Linked DNA regions of Sus scrofa: region 1 is linked to region 2. Evidence: chromatin contacts called from public HiChIP or PLAC-seq data. All regions are on one chromosome and are shown on one strand. The core of a region is the stretch at or near the end of the contact, and the rest is flanking DNA. Distances in the headings are between cores, read along the strand shown.

The links. HiChIP or PLAC-seq counts read pairs in DNA pulled down with a chosen protein or histone mark.
Region 1: an H3K27ac HiChIP or PLAC-seq map of alveolar macrophages shows a contact between it and region 2. The contact joins the promoter of PTBP1 here to the promoter of CFD in region 2. A contact is called at or near these places in 1 of 5 promoter capture datasets (fetal liver), 3 of 47 Hi-C or Micro-C datasets (embryonic fibroblasts, mesenteric adipose tissue and skeletal muscle) and 2 of 2 datasets of contacts at active chromatin or transcription factors (alveolar macrophages and skeletal muscle).

Annotation. Positions count from the first base shown.
Region 1 is chr2:77,558,447-77,565,287 of Sscrofa11.1, reverse strand. PTBP1 (polypyrimidine tract binding protein 1) reads left to right here and starts at 2,172. Exons shown (of 15, transcript NM_214231.2): 1 at 2,172-2,270; 2 at 4,646-4,676. The coding sequence starts at 2,263. It overlaps LOC102159224 (a long non-coding RNA gene), which reads right to left and starts at 1,971. Exons shown (of 2, transcript XR_001307040.2): 1 at 1-1,971.
Region 2 is chr2:77,509,734-77,515,661 of Sscrofa11.1, reverse strand. CFD (complement factor D) reads left to right here and starts at 3,674. Exons shown (of 5, transcript XM_013994801.1): 1 at 3,674-3,998; 2 at 4,507-4,663; 3 at 4,750-4,894; 4 at 4,977-5,234; 5 at 5,641-5,870. The coding sequence starts at 3,941. The coding sequence ends at 5,802. All of the region lies in intron 15 of MED16 (mediator of RNA polymerase II transcription subunit 16), which reads right to left. It overlaps ELANE (neutrophil elastase), which reads left to right. Exons shown (of 5, transcript XM_003122986.4): 2 at 119-275; 3 at 414-555; 4 at 1,206-1,436; 5 at 1,593-1,893. The coding sequence ends at 1,799.

The DNA of each region.
Region 1 (6,841 bases), core at 923-3,422, 51 kb before region 2:
TTTGCACCACCTGGTTTGTAGCATTTGTGTGGTAACAGTGGTGGATTCTGATCCGGGCAGGGGCCGCCTCTAACTCCTCGTTTTCCGTGTCCCAGTGTTTTCTAGTGACACTGACCTGACTTCCTGCTATAGCAAGGAGCTCCAGTGAGAAGCAGGAAAGAACTCCCCAGACATTTTAAGGGAGATGTCCGGGGAGGCGTTTTGATGTGGGGGACTTCATGCCAATGCCCCAGCACAGGGAACAAATGAGGGAGTCCTGCAGGTTCAGGCAAGAACCTTCTGGAAGGGAATAGCCTTGCAAAGGAGGCCTGGGTAAATGAGGTCAGAAACTAGAAGGGCGTTTGAATATGTGGGGTCTGGGGTCTACCCGGCCACAAGGTCGAGTTCTGGGCAAGACAGCAGCCCTGGGAGGGTTTTAACACCGTTTACAGCTGTGGTAGGAACCTGGTGGAGGGTCCACCAATAAGGCTGGGCGGGAGTACTCCCATGTCTCCATCAGCCCTGCCTGCTGTCAAGGGGACCGTTGCTGGCACTAGTCACTGAGGCAACAAATGAGCAGCTGAGTCTGGTGGTACCTAGAGCCTAGGGCCGACACAGTCCTGGAGGCAGCAAATCCCCAGGAATGTGTTGGGGATTCTCCGAAATCCACCAGGACATTCCCAATTAGCCGGTCTTGGACTTCAGATAGCCTTAGGCCAAAGAGAGAGCCAAGGACCGCTGGGTGGGAGGCCTCTGTGGAAATCAGCAGCCGCCTCTAATCCCTGAAAGTCCGCTGGCTCGGGAGTGGCCTACCCCAAGGCTCCTGGGCCCAGTCCAGGCCTGCGCATGGCCCTGAAAGGGGTGCTGTTGCTATGACTCCGCCCAAGCTAAAACCGACCTGAGAGGCAGGAGCAAAAGCCTGATCTCCCTTTAGGGAAATAAGAAACATCATTTCTTCTCCCTCTCTAAAAATTTAAAAAATCCCCTTTTCAGAGTTCTGCTGTGGCGCAGCAATTTAAGGATCCCGGGTTGTTACTGACTGCTGAGACCAGGGTGACAGAGGTTCTATCCCTGGCCCGGGAACATCCACGAAACACAGCTACAGCCAAAAAAAATAAAAAATCCAGTTTTCAGCACGAGGTGTATAGCAAACAATATTTACGACATTTTCCTCTATTTACTGAAGGTCTGCGAGGCTTCCAAAAGCCTGGGAAAGCGGATCATCACCACTGCCACGGGCCTCCCTGGTTCTGGCCTCTTCGACTTGGTCTGCCCCTCCCCCACTCACCCCATTCAGCGGGCCCTGGTTTCTGCCACTCCTCCCGAGGGCACCCCTACCGCCCAGCCCTGATCAACTCTTAAGTCTCCACTCCCCGGGATAAGTTCGGGGTGTTCTGCCGATGAGATGGAGACCCAGTCCATCCTCAACGCCCGACGATGGTGGATCCCAGGCCTCGATTTCCCAGAGTACAGGGCGGGCGGAGTTACCGTGCGCCCCGGGCCTCGGTTTCTCCATTCCCGCAGTCAGGGGAGGGGACCCTGGTCGGGCTTCGTTGCTCTGGGGTGAACAAAAGACAGTCGGGACAACCCCTGACCACATCGCGAAGCATGCTTGGTGGCCAGCGGTGGAAAGAGCCCACCCGCATCTGGGACGCGTTAGACCGCCAGATCCCCGCGCGCTAACCCAATAGGGCCGTCTGAGTTGGAATCAGACATCGGGCAGGTGCCCACAAGCAAGATGGAGCCCTATAGTTTTTCTGCCCAACCTCAAGATGGCGACGCACCTCTCTTTACCCTCGCGCCCTAGGCGGAGGTAGACTATGCCCGTTTGCAAGATGGCGGCAGCCTGGGGGAAGCACGCTTCCCGCCGCCTGACCCGCCACGTACCCACTCTCAAGATGGCTTCTCCCGGAAAGCCCCACGCAGGAGGGCAGCTCGCCCACAGGCACAGGCGCCGTCACGTGGTCTCATCTTGTCTCCCCTCCCCCGACTACACGGGCCGTTTCCGCCTCAAGCTCTGATGTATGGTCGCCTTCTCCAATGGTCGCCTGCAATTCTGTTTGGCCCCACCCCTCGAGCGGCCTTCTAGCCATTGGGAGGCTCTGGCGGGGTCCCGAGGTGCTGGCCCCGCCCATCTGCGCGATGGGAGCCAATGGGCAGAGCGCGCGGGGGACGTGTTCGGGCGTCTCCGCCATTTTGTGAGTCTATAACTCGGAGCCGTTGGGTCGGTTCCTGCTATTCCGGCGCCTCCACTCCGTCCCCCGCGGGTCTCCTGTGTGTGCAATGGACGGGTGAGTCGTGCTTGTCTGCGCTCTCTGCCGTCCCTCTCGCTCTCCAGCCTTTCCCCTGGCCGTTGCCGGGGCTTCCTCGGGACGACAGTCCCGGCGCGCCGCTCCGCCTCCACCCTGGGCCCCCGGGCGCTTCTGTCTTCCTTCCCTTCCCCCAGGTCTGGGATGCGGCCCGGGGAGAGGCTGCCGGGGTCGCGAGGGGGCGGGGGTCTGGGGGAGGTGGGTGGCTGGCCGAGCCCTGTTCGCTTCCGGTGTCCACGCGGCCCGTCCCGAACGCACGCGGCGGCCGCGGGGCCCTTCCCGCTTCACGTCCGGTTTCCGCGCGCACGCGCCGCCCTTGATGCGCGTTGCGTGGCCCTTCCGGCGCCCTGTACGGCCTCCGCTAGCCGCCCTGTGTGGCCCTTCCCGCGCCCCGTACCTCCTGGGCGCGCCGCGTGTGGGCCCCGCGCGTGCGCGATCCTTCGCACACCCCCCCCCGTTGGTTCTGGCGCGCGTGCGCGGCCTTTCCCGCCGCGCGGACTCTGCCCCGGCCTCCCCCGCCCGCCGCGGGCCCGGGCGCGGCCGAAGACGCCGCCCTCCTGCCCAGAAGGGCGCGGGTCCTCCGCCGCCCCCTTTGTTCCCGCCCGGCGTCCCGGGGAGGCGCCCCGGGCGCGTTGCTCCGGGCGCGATGGGGGCGGGGCAGTTGGCGACCCGAGCAACTCCCGGTGTGCCGAGGTGCCGGAGGCCTCTACCAACCTGGGGCGGGGGCGCGCGTGGCGGCCGGGGCTCTTTTCAGGAAAAGGGACAGAACGCGGTGAAGTTGGGTATCTTGTTTGTGAGTTTTGAGCAAGCCCTCCTTTCAGCCGGACTGGGCGGCAGGCGGGCGACTAAAAATGCCCTGAGGGTCACGTGCTTTGGGTGCTTCGGGTTTGAAATGATAGGTTTCAGACTGAATTAAGGCCAGTCTTTCAGAAAAATTGCTGCTGCGAGAGGAACTTGATCTCCTCGTGGTCTGCCTTGGCTTGGTTTGGGTGGATCTGCCCAGAGAACCCCTTCCCGAGCCAGGGTGCTCAGGAGCCCGCCGGTGGAATCTCGCCGGGAAGTGTTTTCTTGGCGGTCTGGTCAAGTTTTCGAGTTTTGCTTCCTTTCTCAAGAACTGTCCTGGGGAGCATCCTCCCCCAGGTGTGATTTGGGGAGCCCAGTCCCATCTGCAGTCTCTTGTCAGTGTTGGGGTGGTGGGGGCTTTCTGTTTGGCCAGCCTTCTCTTTGGAAGGGCTGGAAATCTTTTCCAGAAAGGCCATTTTATGTAAAATACTTCCTGTGTCCGAGGCCCTCCCCGGGAGTAGGAAGCCATGAGTCGCTCTGGGTTAGCAGTTGGGAAACTGCGTGCTTTTCATTCTTTTTCTGAGAAATTTTTTTCTTGGCTCAGTACGGTTTCTAAAAATCGTTGGGACTAACCAGTGAGGTGTTTGGAGGTCCCACAGCAGAGGTAGTTGAGGGTGGAGAGAGCCCGGATTAGGGGTAGGTTCTGTCTTTTGAACAGAGGATTATACGAGCCCACCTTCCTGAGCTTGAGGGACTGGGTAAGGGGATGTCATATAATGTCATGGGAGATTTTGTTTGTTTTGCGAGACTACTTGGCCTTGGTGGCCAGATGACCTGGTCGGGGGCATTGCTGAGTAGACTTTAAGTCACTCAGACATTGTTTGTTTCTGTTCCATACGTAGAAACTGGAGCGCTCTGCTGTTGGGTAGCTTGGGCTGGGACACTGCACCCCCAGAGCCCCAGGCCACCCTGCACTCCAGTTCAGCCTTCCCAAGCGGCCTGCCTGCAGGGGGGTGAGGGAAAGTCCAGTCACGGGGAGCCAGGTTGATGAGTAACTTAATTCTCTTTGATCATTTCCATTGTGCGCCCCCCTCCCCTTCGTTCCCTTGGGGCCAGAGCTCTAACTTCAGGTCCTGTGAGTTGCCTTTTCACTAGCGCCCCCCCCTTTTTTTTGAAAACATCTCCCAAGCATTACTAGTTTCTAGGATTTCTAGAAAGCAAACAACAGTACTCAAACATCTCTAGCATCAAGTGTCCCTCCCAGGGCTTTGGAAGGGGGTATCTTTGTGTTTGGACAGGTCGGGAGGCGGGGCCTGGGGTCCTGCTGGGAGGGAGGGGAGCTGGAGGACAATGATGGCTCCTTTTCAAGTGGAGATTAAATGGTGGACGGCTCATTTCCCTGCCCAAGACTTGCTAGTTAGCCAAGGCCTTTGGTGGGGGGCATGTGCTGCCAGAGAGTTGTGCAAAGAGCTGTTCAGGGCACCCCAGGATGTCTGGGGGCAGGGACAGTCCTTCCCGCCTGCTGGGACCCCTGCGGGCGCCCCTGGCTAACATCTCCTCTCCTCTCTCCACAGCATCGTCCCAGACATAGCAGTTGGTACAAAGGTAGGCACTTCTGGACGTGGTTCCCTCTTTTCCTCTTTCCTGTTTCTTGGACCCTGATCTCACGCTGACCCTGCTGCAGGGCTCGTGTCCCCCGGCAGTGTGGAGGGCAGCGGGCAGAGGGTGTGCAGGCTGGTCCCTGCCAGCACCAGGTCTGGCCAAGCTGGTCTGGTGGCTTCTCGCATTCAAGGTGTTGCTGGACTTTTTTCGTGCCCCTTTTCCCCACACCAAAATTCAGAGCTATGGGGTCCTGCTATGGTAACACAGTTCCCAGTTTGGGGGGGGGTGTTGCATGATGGGGTGACAGGGCTTCTGTAGTTGGTAGTCTGTTGAAAAAGTTGCAATCTGTTTGCACCCCGAGCAGCTTCTAGGGTGGGTGGTGGGATCAGAGGACTCCTGGGGCCCTAGGGTAGTTAGAGGTTGCTTTAATGACGTCCTCGGTTCAGGTAATTTTTGCTCTGAAAAACTCTGTATGACTCTTCTCGAGGTAACGGAAAATGGAGACCAGTCTGTGTGTAGACGCGCAGCACCTGGACGTTTGAACATACAAGTGGTGCGGAGCTGGCTGGGCGCTCTGTCCCCACAGCAGGGCCTGTGAGCACCCCAGAGGAACAGGTCCTCTGGGGCTGTGTCCTGGCTGGAGTGTCCTCTTCAGGACCAGATTCTGGGTCTCCTACAGATGGCTCCCATGTCCCCAGCAGGCAGCCAGCTGGTTTCTGGTCGGCCAGCCATGAGGCCTGGGCCTGGTTTCAGTTTTCCCAAACGGACTCTTGTCTTCACACGCTGCCTGTCCCGATCTTCCTGCAGATAAAACCTGTTTGTTTGGTGGCGGGAGGGGGAGAGAGACTTTGATGTGAAGCGTTTGTAACAGTCACAATTCTCCTGCTTCTGTGGGAGCCATTTTCAGCTGGAGAAGCTCTTCCAAGGGATGTTCTCCTATTGTGTTCCCAGGGGACATATGCTTCCAGAGTCAGGCCTAGGATAGAAATAGGATAGAAGCCGTGAGGCTCTACCCCAGTGGAGAGCTCAGGCCTCTGTGCCCCAAGTCAGTGCTGGTTTCAAGCAGTGTTAACAGTGGCACTTTGCTGTTGATAAGGTTTTACAGTAGCAAGCACGCTTAGGGGCCCTTTGCTGTTGATACTGAGTTGATTCCTGGGCAGTTATGGACAGTGGCTCCACCAGTACTAGTGGCGAAGAGCCGTCACCCCAGTCCACCATGGCATGCACCCGCCCTGCCGGGGAGTTGGGGGCAGTGTGTTCTTCAGAGTATCTAGCTAAGGGGACATTGCCTGATGAATCACAGGTCACTGCCTGCACCTGGATGCCCCTGTGCTGGGGGGAGGGGGCTGTGTCCAGGAGGGAGGTTTGGGGGAGGTGGGGGTGACCAAGTGGGCAGGATTTATTCTGTAGATGTTGGCACTCCAGACTTTGCCAGGAGAGCATAGTCAGAGCCAGGACTCACCCCTCCCCAGGGAATTTTGGCCCCACCTGTCAAAGATAGGAGCCAAGATGCTCTATTAAAGGTCATGTAGCAAGCATATGGGAGCTCTGTGGTGGGTCTCTGTCCAGCTCAAGCCAGGAAACTGTTGTGTGCCTGAGGGGAGGGGTGGGTTAGGGCTCCAAGTTCTGAGATGGGAGGACACATTCCTACCACTTGGACTTGGATGGGGGTACTCTTGCCTGCCCTTGGTGGCAGCAGTGGCTCAGGTGCACTCTGGGTGACTCTGTTCAGGGCTGAGACTGGTCTGGCTGCCCTGAGCCTTGAAGTGCCCAGGTGAGTTCAAGTTGAGACAGGTCATGTCAGCTTGTTCTGGTTGGTGATTTTTAATGTTTTACTTTGTTAATATCACACCCCAGTTCATGAGCAGCCTGCATTGCTATCCTTTTTTGGACTCAGATAGGGCCTGAGTTGCCTAGCTTTGAGCCTTTGCAACTTCCCTCAGTGGGCCTTGGGCCCTGAGGGCGGCATCGTGTGGAGGCCTTTGCATGATTGTCCAACCTGGGGTCTGGGCTCAGAATCACGGCCATAGTAGGAGCCTCACCATGCCTGTTTTTTGTCCTGAGGGGCAGATCGGCATCTCTTTGGTTTACTGCACCCTCTTTGGAGGGGACAGGCTTGGGGGTGAGGTTTCTGAGGAGTTCTAGGGCATCTTGGCCCTGGACCAAGG
Region 2 (5,928 bases), core at 2,425-4,924:
ACCATGCAGGCCACTCCCCTCTAGGGACAGGGTGGCTGCCTTGTGGGGGTTCACTGGCCGACTGACCTTGGCGGGGCTCCTCCGCGCGGCTCACCGCCCCCACCGCCTGCGCCCCCAGGCCCCGCGCTGGCCTCGGAAATCGTGGGGGGCCGGCCGGCCAGGCCACATGCATGGCCCTTCATGGCGTCCCTGCAGCGGCGCGGAAGCCACTTCTGCGGCGGCACCCTCATAGCGCGGAACTTCGTCCTGTCGGCCGCGCACTGTCTGAACGGCTTGTGAGTGTACCCCCACCCCCGCAACCTCAGTTTCCAGTTTTCGCGGGGCCGGGGCTGGGGGCCTCGGCCGAGGTGCGCGGCTCTATGGGACCCCTGCGCCCGCACGGGTGACGACTCAATCGCCTCCTCCTGCCCCAGAAACTTTCGGTCCGTGCGCGTGGTTCTGGGGGCACACAACCTGCGACGGGGCGAGTCCACCAGGCAGAAGTTCAGAATCCAGCGGGTCTTTGAAAACGGCTTCGACCCCATGACCCTGCGGAACGACATTGTGGTTCTCCAGGTGCGAGGCGCGGGTGGGGAAGAACTGGCAGGTGCAAAGGCCCAGCTTAGTTTGGGGAGGGCGGAGCATGGGCAGGAGACTGGGGACACGGTGAGGACAGGCCTGGTGTCCCATCTCTCTGTGCTTCAGTCTTCCCCTCTGTGAGACGGAAATAAGTCAGATGCCAGGACAGCAGGGAAGCTCTGAGCAACTGTCAATCAATAAGGATAGTATTTCTGGAGCCCACAGGGATGAGGCGCAGGGACCTCTTGGTCCGTGGAAATAGGGTCAAAATTCTCCACGTTCATGTGAATAGGAGACTGGAGGGAGAGAACTGTCCTTCCCCACTGCTTGAATAGCTATGGTTATTTTCTGTAAAGTTCTAGAACAATGGCTTTATTGCTGGTGGTGTTACCCATAGTTTTGTTTTCTTGAGTACCTACTGTTTACTGGACTCAAAACATGTCTGGGGATGCCCTGGGTCACAGTGGCTGCTCGCACTTTACAAACAGGAAAGGGTGGGAACCATCCTGCAGGGTGGATATCTGGCTCTCAGATATCCCAGGACCATGGTGGAGCCCTGGGTGGGGGAAAACTTGGGGCCCAGAAAGATGAAGGTTGTTGTTCACTGCCTCCTGTGACCTGCCACTGCTCTGTACAACCTGCTGCAGCTCAACAGATTTGCCTTCATCAATAGCAACGTGCAGGTGGCCCAGCTACCTGCTCAGGACCAAGGCGTGGGGGAAGGGGTGCGATGTCTGGCCATGGGCTGGGGCCAGCTGGGCACGAACCGGCCACCGCCCCGAGTCCTGCAGCAGCTCAATGTGACTGTGGTGACAGCCCTCTGCCGCCCCACCAATGTGTGCACCCTGGTACCAGGCCGGCAGGCTGGCATCTGCTTTGTACGTATCTTGCGTTCCCACAACCCACCCCTTGCTCCCACCCAGGCTGCAGCAACCAAGACCCCTGGAAGAACTTCCAGCTCCTGAAGGGCAGTGGGTGGGGATGTTAGGGTGGGGCCTGAAAGCCCAGCCTCCCAAACTTGTCTGCTTCCACAGGGGGACTCCGGCGGGCCCTTGGTCTGCAATGGGCTGGTCCAGGGGATAGATTCCTTCATCCGGGGGGGCTGTGGCTCTGGGCTCTTCCCAGACACCTTTGCCTCCACCGCCAAGTTTGCAGACTGGATCAACTCCATTATCCGACGCTATGGTGATAATGACAGCCCGCCTCTCCACCCCAGGATCCCTGTGGGCAGGACCCTCTAGAAAGGCGGCCCCTGTTACCCCACTCCCCCCGGCTGGGCTCTTCCCATGCAGCATCATGCAGCATCTGACACAATAAAAACCCTGTTTTGTAGAATGTGCCTGGGTGTTTGTTGGTTGTGCAACTGAGTGTCAGAAGTCCTCAGGTGAATGTCTTGAGCATGTCACAAGTACGCTGCTACCAAGTAGCAGCAAATTTAGTGCACCAAGATAAAAAGTCCCTTCCTCATACTTCACTAAAGGATACCAGTAGCCGTTTCTGGCTTCCCCTCCTATAAAATGTCATTAGACTCTTGTTGCAGGTGGCAAGAATGCAAAGCACTATAGCAGGTGTTCATTCTGAGTCACAAGGATCATTCTGAATCTTTGCAATCTTCACTCATCTGTTTCTGGCTCCAGCCCCTAAAGTAGTTCTTATATAAGTGCCTTGTTTTACAGGCGAGGAAGTAGAGATGCAAAGAACTGTAAAGTCATGCTCCAGGGCCTGGGTTCGAGTCCCAGCTCTGTGACTTTGGGCAAATTGCTCACTGTTTCTCTGATTCTCAGTTCCCCATGGGGAAGACTGAGGCACTGTCTGGGGAGGACCCAATCAGGGGTTGGGGTCCAGGCCAGTCTCGGCCTCACTGGGTACGGAAACAATCCTTCCTCCACTTCCCCAACCTTTTGCCTTGGGACACCTCAGGGTCTTAACTAGTGCTGTTCCCTCTGCCTTCCAGCTTCTCCCTAAGGTTGTCCTCAGAACACCTCTCCCCACAAGGGCCAGCTGCTCAGGCAGGTGACCCACTGCCCTACAACTGCTTTTTCCACTTAATACGATATCTTGGCGGTCTTTCCATGTCAACAAAGCATCCCAGGATCTGCAGGGTTATTTACTGAACCATTCTGTCTTTTTGGGTAATTTCCAAATTTTGCTGCAATTTCCAATCCTTTTACTTACATAATCTGCACTCCACATTCCAATGGGCTTTTGTTTTAGAGTTTCTGATTTGAGCAAGGAAACATTTTAGGGTCTAACAAATTGCATTTGTTATGCTGTTTTCTATTTTTCTCTGTATGTGTGAAATGGTCCACCATGAAGAAAAAAGAAGGAAAGGAGAAAATACCATGCACTGTTCCTCCTGGGGACGTTCACGGTCCTCCCCACCCTTGTGGTTACACACAGCATCTCCCCCGAAGAGGTTCATGAGATGTTGACCCACCATCCCCAGCTTACAGAGAACCATGTGACCCAGGTTCTGCTCATCAGAACCTGCCAACCCACAATGGCTGCTTTAGGGGCATGAGATCCAAACTCAACCAATCAGAGGCCGCCTTGAGATGCTGGCTAGAGTGATGGGGAATTGGCAGAGGGAATAACTGGGCCATTGGTCTGAGTCTAGGGCCCCTGAGGCCACAACAGGGGAGACTGCTGAGGAGACAACCCATCAAGGAGGAAAAAAAGAAACAAAACATTGTTCAGGTGCCTGGATTAAGCTACACCTGAAGGTAGACCCATAAACTTTCCATTTAAATTTTCTTGTTGAAGGTTCCAGCCCCTTACACTCCATTTTTTTGTCACTTGTATGCAACAGTCTTTCCAGCTGTCCCTACTCATCAACAATATTCTACTTAAAGGGTGTCAAGCCCCAGAGTCACAGCAATGTGGACAAGGGCGTTGGATGACCTTCCCCCCCACCCGACCTCAGCTCCAAGTTGCAGGAGGAAGGGAAAGAAGGGAGGGGCAGAAAATGAGGAAGTGGGTTGTTTACAAACTGGGCTTGCTCTCCAGCTGCTGTTGCGAAACTCTGGGGCTGGAAGGGCACTCTGGGAGACTGGGCTGGGGGTCAGGGTGGGTGGGTGGGTGGGTCCATCCCTCTGCTCTGCCCACCGCCCATCCTGAGGGGCTCTTCCCACAGAATGACAGAGGTGGCAGGCAGGTCCAGCAGCCCATCTACTCTTGGTACAAAGTCTAGGGGAAGATAATCACAGCACTGTGGCGGGGGAAGTGGGGGGAGAGAAGGGCGTGGACGGCTTCCCTTTGTTCAGCTGGGCCACTGCCCACTTGGCAGATAGGACCTGTGGGAGCTCCCCCCCCACCCCGTTCCACCCTCATAAAAGAACCCCAGAGCCCTGCCCTGGGCCATTGTTGAGGCCACAGCAGCATCATGGCAGACCGCTCCGGGCACCTGGCAGCCCTGATCCTCCTCGGAGCAGCTGTATGTGGTGAGTGGACCCGGGACTGGGGTGCCAGCTGGGGGCCCCTAGCCTGCAGCGCAGTCAGCCATGGACCCCTCCGCTCAAGAGGATGGCCCTCCAGCCCCACTAGGTGGGCAGAGAGGGGGCAGGGTCCACATGAACAGAAGGCTCTGAAAACCAAGCAATTCTCAAAACTTTGAATCTAGTGAGTTCAGAGAGCCTCTGGTTCTACAACAGAAAGCCCAGGCTGGGAGCAAACGGCTGGCAGGATGTTGGGTCTGATCAGCCCCACTTGTCTGTGTCTATATTGAAGTTCTAGGGCCCAGTGTGTAGGTACGCGGAGTCTGCCCCAGACTGTCACTCCCCACCGCCCGGTCTGTCTTCTTCAGCATCCCTCCCTGGGCCCCCAGAGTTTGCAACTCTTTGGGGAGGATCCCAAGGAAGGAATTTCAGTCTGAGGGTGCCAGAGCCGCTCTCTTAGAGGGAATCTGAGGTCTGGGCTGCAGTCACCCTCACTCGGACCTGCATCCTCCAGTGGCACAGCCCCGTGGCCGGATCCTGGGTGGCCAGGAGGCCAAGTCCCACGAGAGACCCTACATGGCATCGGTGCAGGTGAACGGCAAGCACGTGTGCGGAGGCTTCCTGGTGTCTGAGCAGTGGGTGCTGAGTGCAGCACACTGCCTGGAGGACGTGTGAGTGGCCCAGGACCAAGAGCGGAATGGGGGAATTGGGTGTCGGGTGGGGACATGGCTCTGATGTGAGCCCACTCCACTTCCAGGGCCGAGGGGAAGCTGCAGGTTCTCCTGGGTGCGCACTCCCTGTCACAGCCCGAGCCCTCGAAGCGCCTGTACGACGTGCTCCGCGCCGTGCCCCACCCAGACAGCCAGCCTGACACCATCGACCATGATCTCCTCCTGCTGAAGGTCTGCTAAGTCTAGCCGCAGTCCCTCCAGCTGCACTGGGGGCTGCGCTGCCCCTAACGCTCGCTTCCGCCCCCACCCTCAGCTCTCCGAGAAGGCCGAGCTGGGCCCTGCCGTGCAGCCCCTTGCCTGGCAACGAGAGGACCACGAGGTTCCGGCAGGCACGCTCTGCGACGTGGCCGGCTGGGGAGTGGTCAGTCACACTGGCCGCCGGCCCGACCGTCTGCAGCACCTGCTCCTACCGGTGCTGGACCGCACCACCTGCAACCTGCGCACATACCACGATGGCACCATCACCGAGCGCATGATGTGCGCGGAGAGCAACCGTCGGGACAGCTGCAAGGTGCGAGGGCGGGAGGGCTGAGAGGGGGCGGGCATGTGGGGAGCTTAGAGAGTGGCCAGGCTCTACAGCGTGAGCGTGGCCTGAGAAGTGAGGGCTGGGTGGGCGTGGCAGAGTTGAGAGGGGAGGTGGGATCTGGGAGAGGGTGCAGATAAAGACAAAGCCAGGGCGGGCATGGAGAGGGCTAGGAATGGGGCAGGGTCGGAGGCGGGGGCTGCTGAACTCAGACAAAGGGCGGAGTAAAGCTTGAGGGGCAGAGCTGAAAGTTGGGAGGCGGCGCCTTGATGGGCTGGGCCTGGGAAGATTGCTGAGCGAGAGAGCCTGTTGGGGCTGTAGGGATGAGCGGAATTGCAGCAGGTTCAGGTTGAGCCTGGCCTGGACCCAGCTCTCAAGCCCCCGCCCCACGCAGGGCGACTCCGGAGGCCCGCTGGTGTGCGGGGGTGTGGCCGAGGGAGTGGTTACCTCAGGCTCCCGAGTCTGCGGCAACCGCAAGAAACCCGGCATCTACACGCGCTTGGCGAGCTACGTGGCCTGGATCGACGGAGTGATGGCTGACAGCGCAGCCGCCTAAGGAGGACCTAAGGGACAGGGCGGTGGTCACCAGGCTTAGCAATAAAGTCATCCATTCCTGCATCTGAACCTTTTATTATTATTTTTTTTAATGGCCACACCAGTGGCATATGGAAGTTCCCTAGCC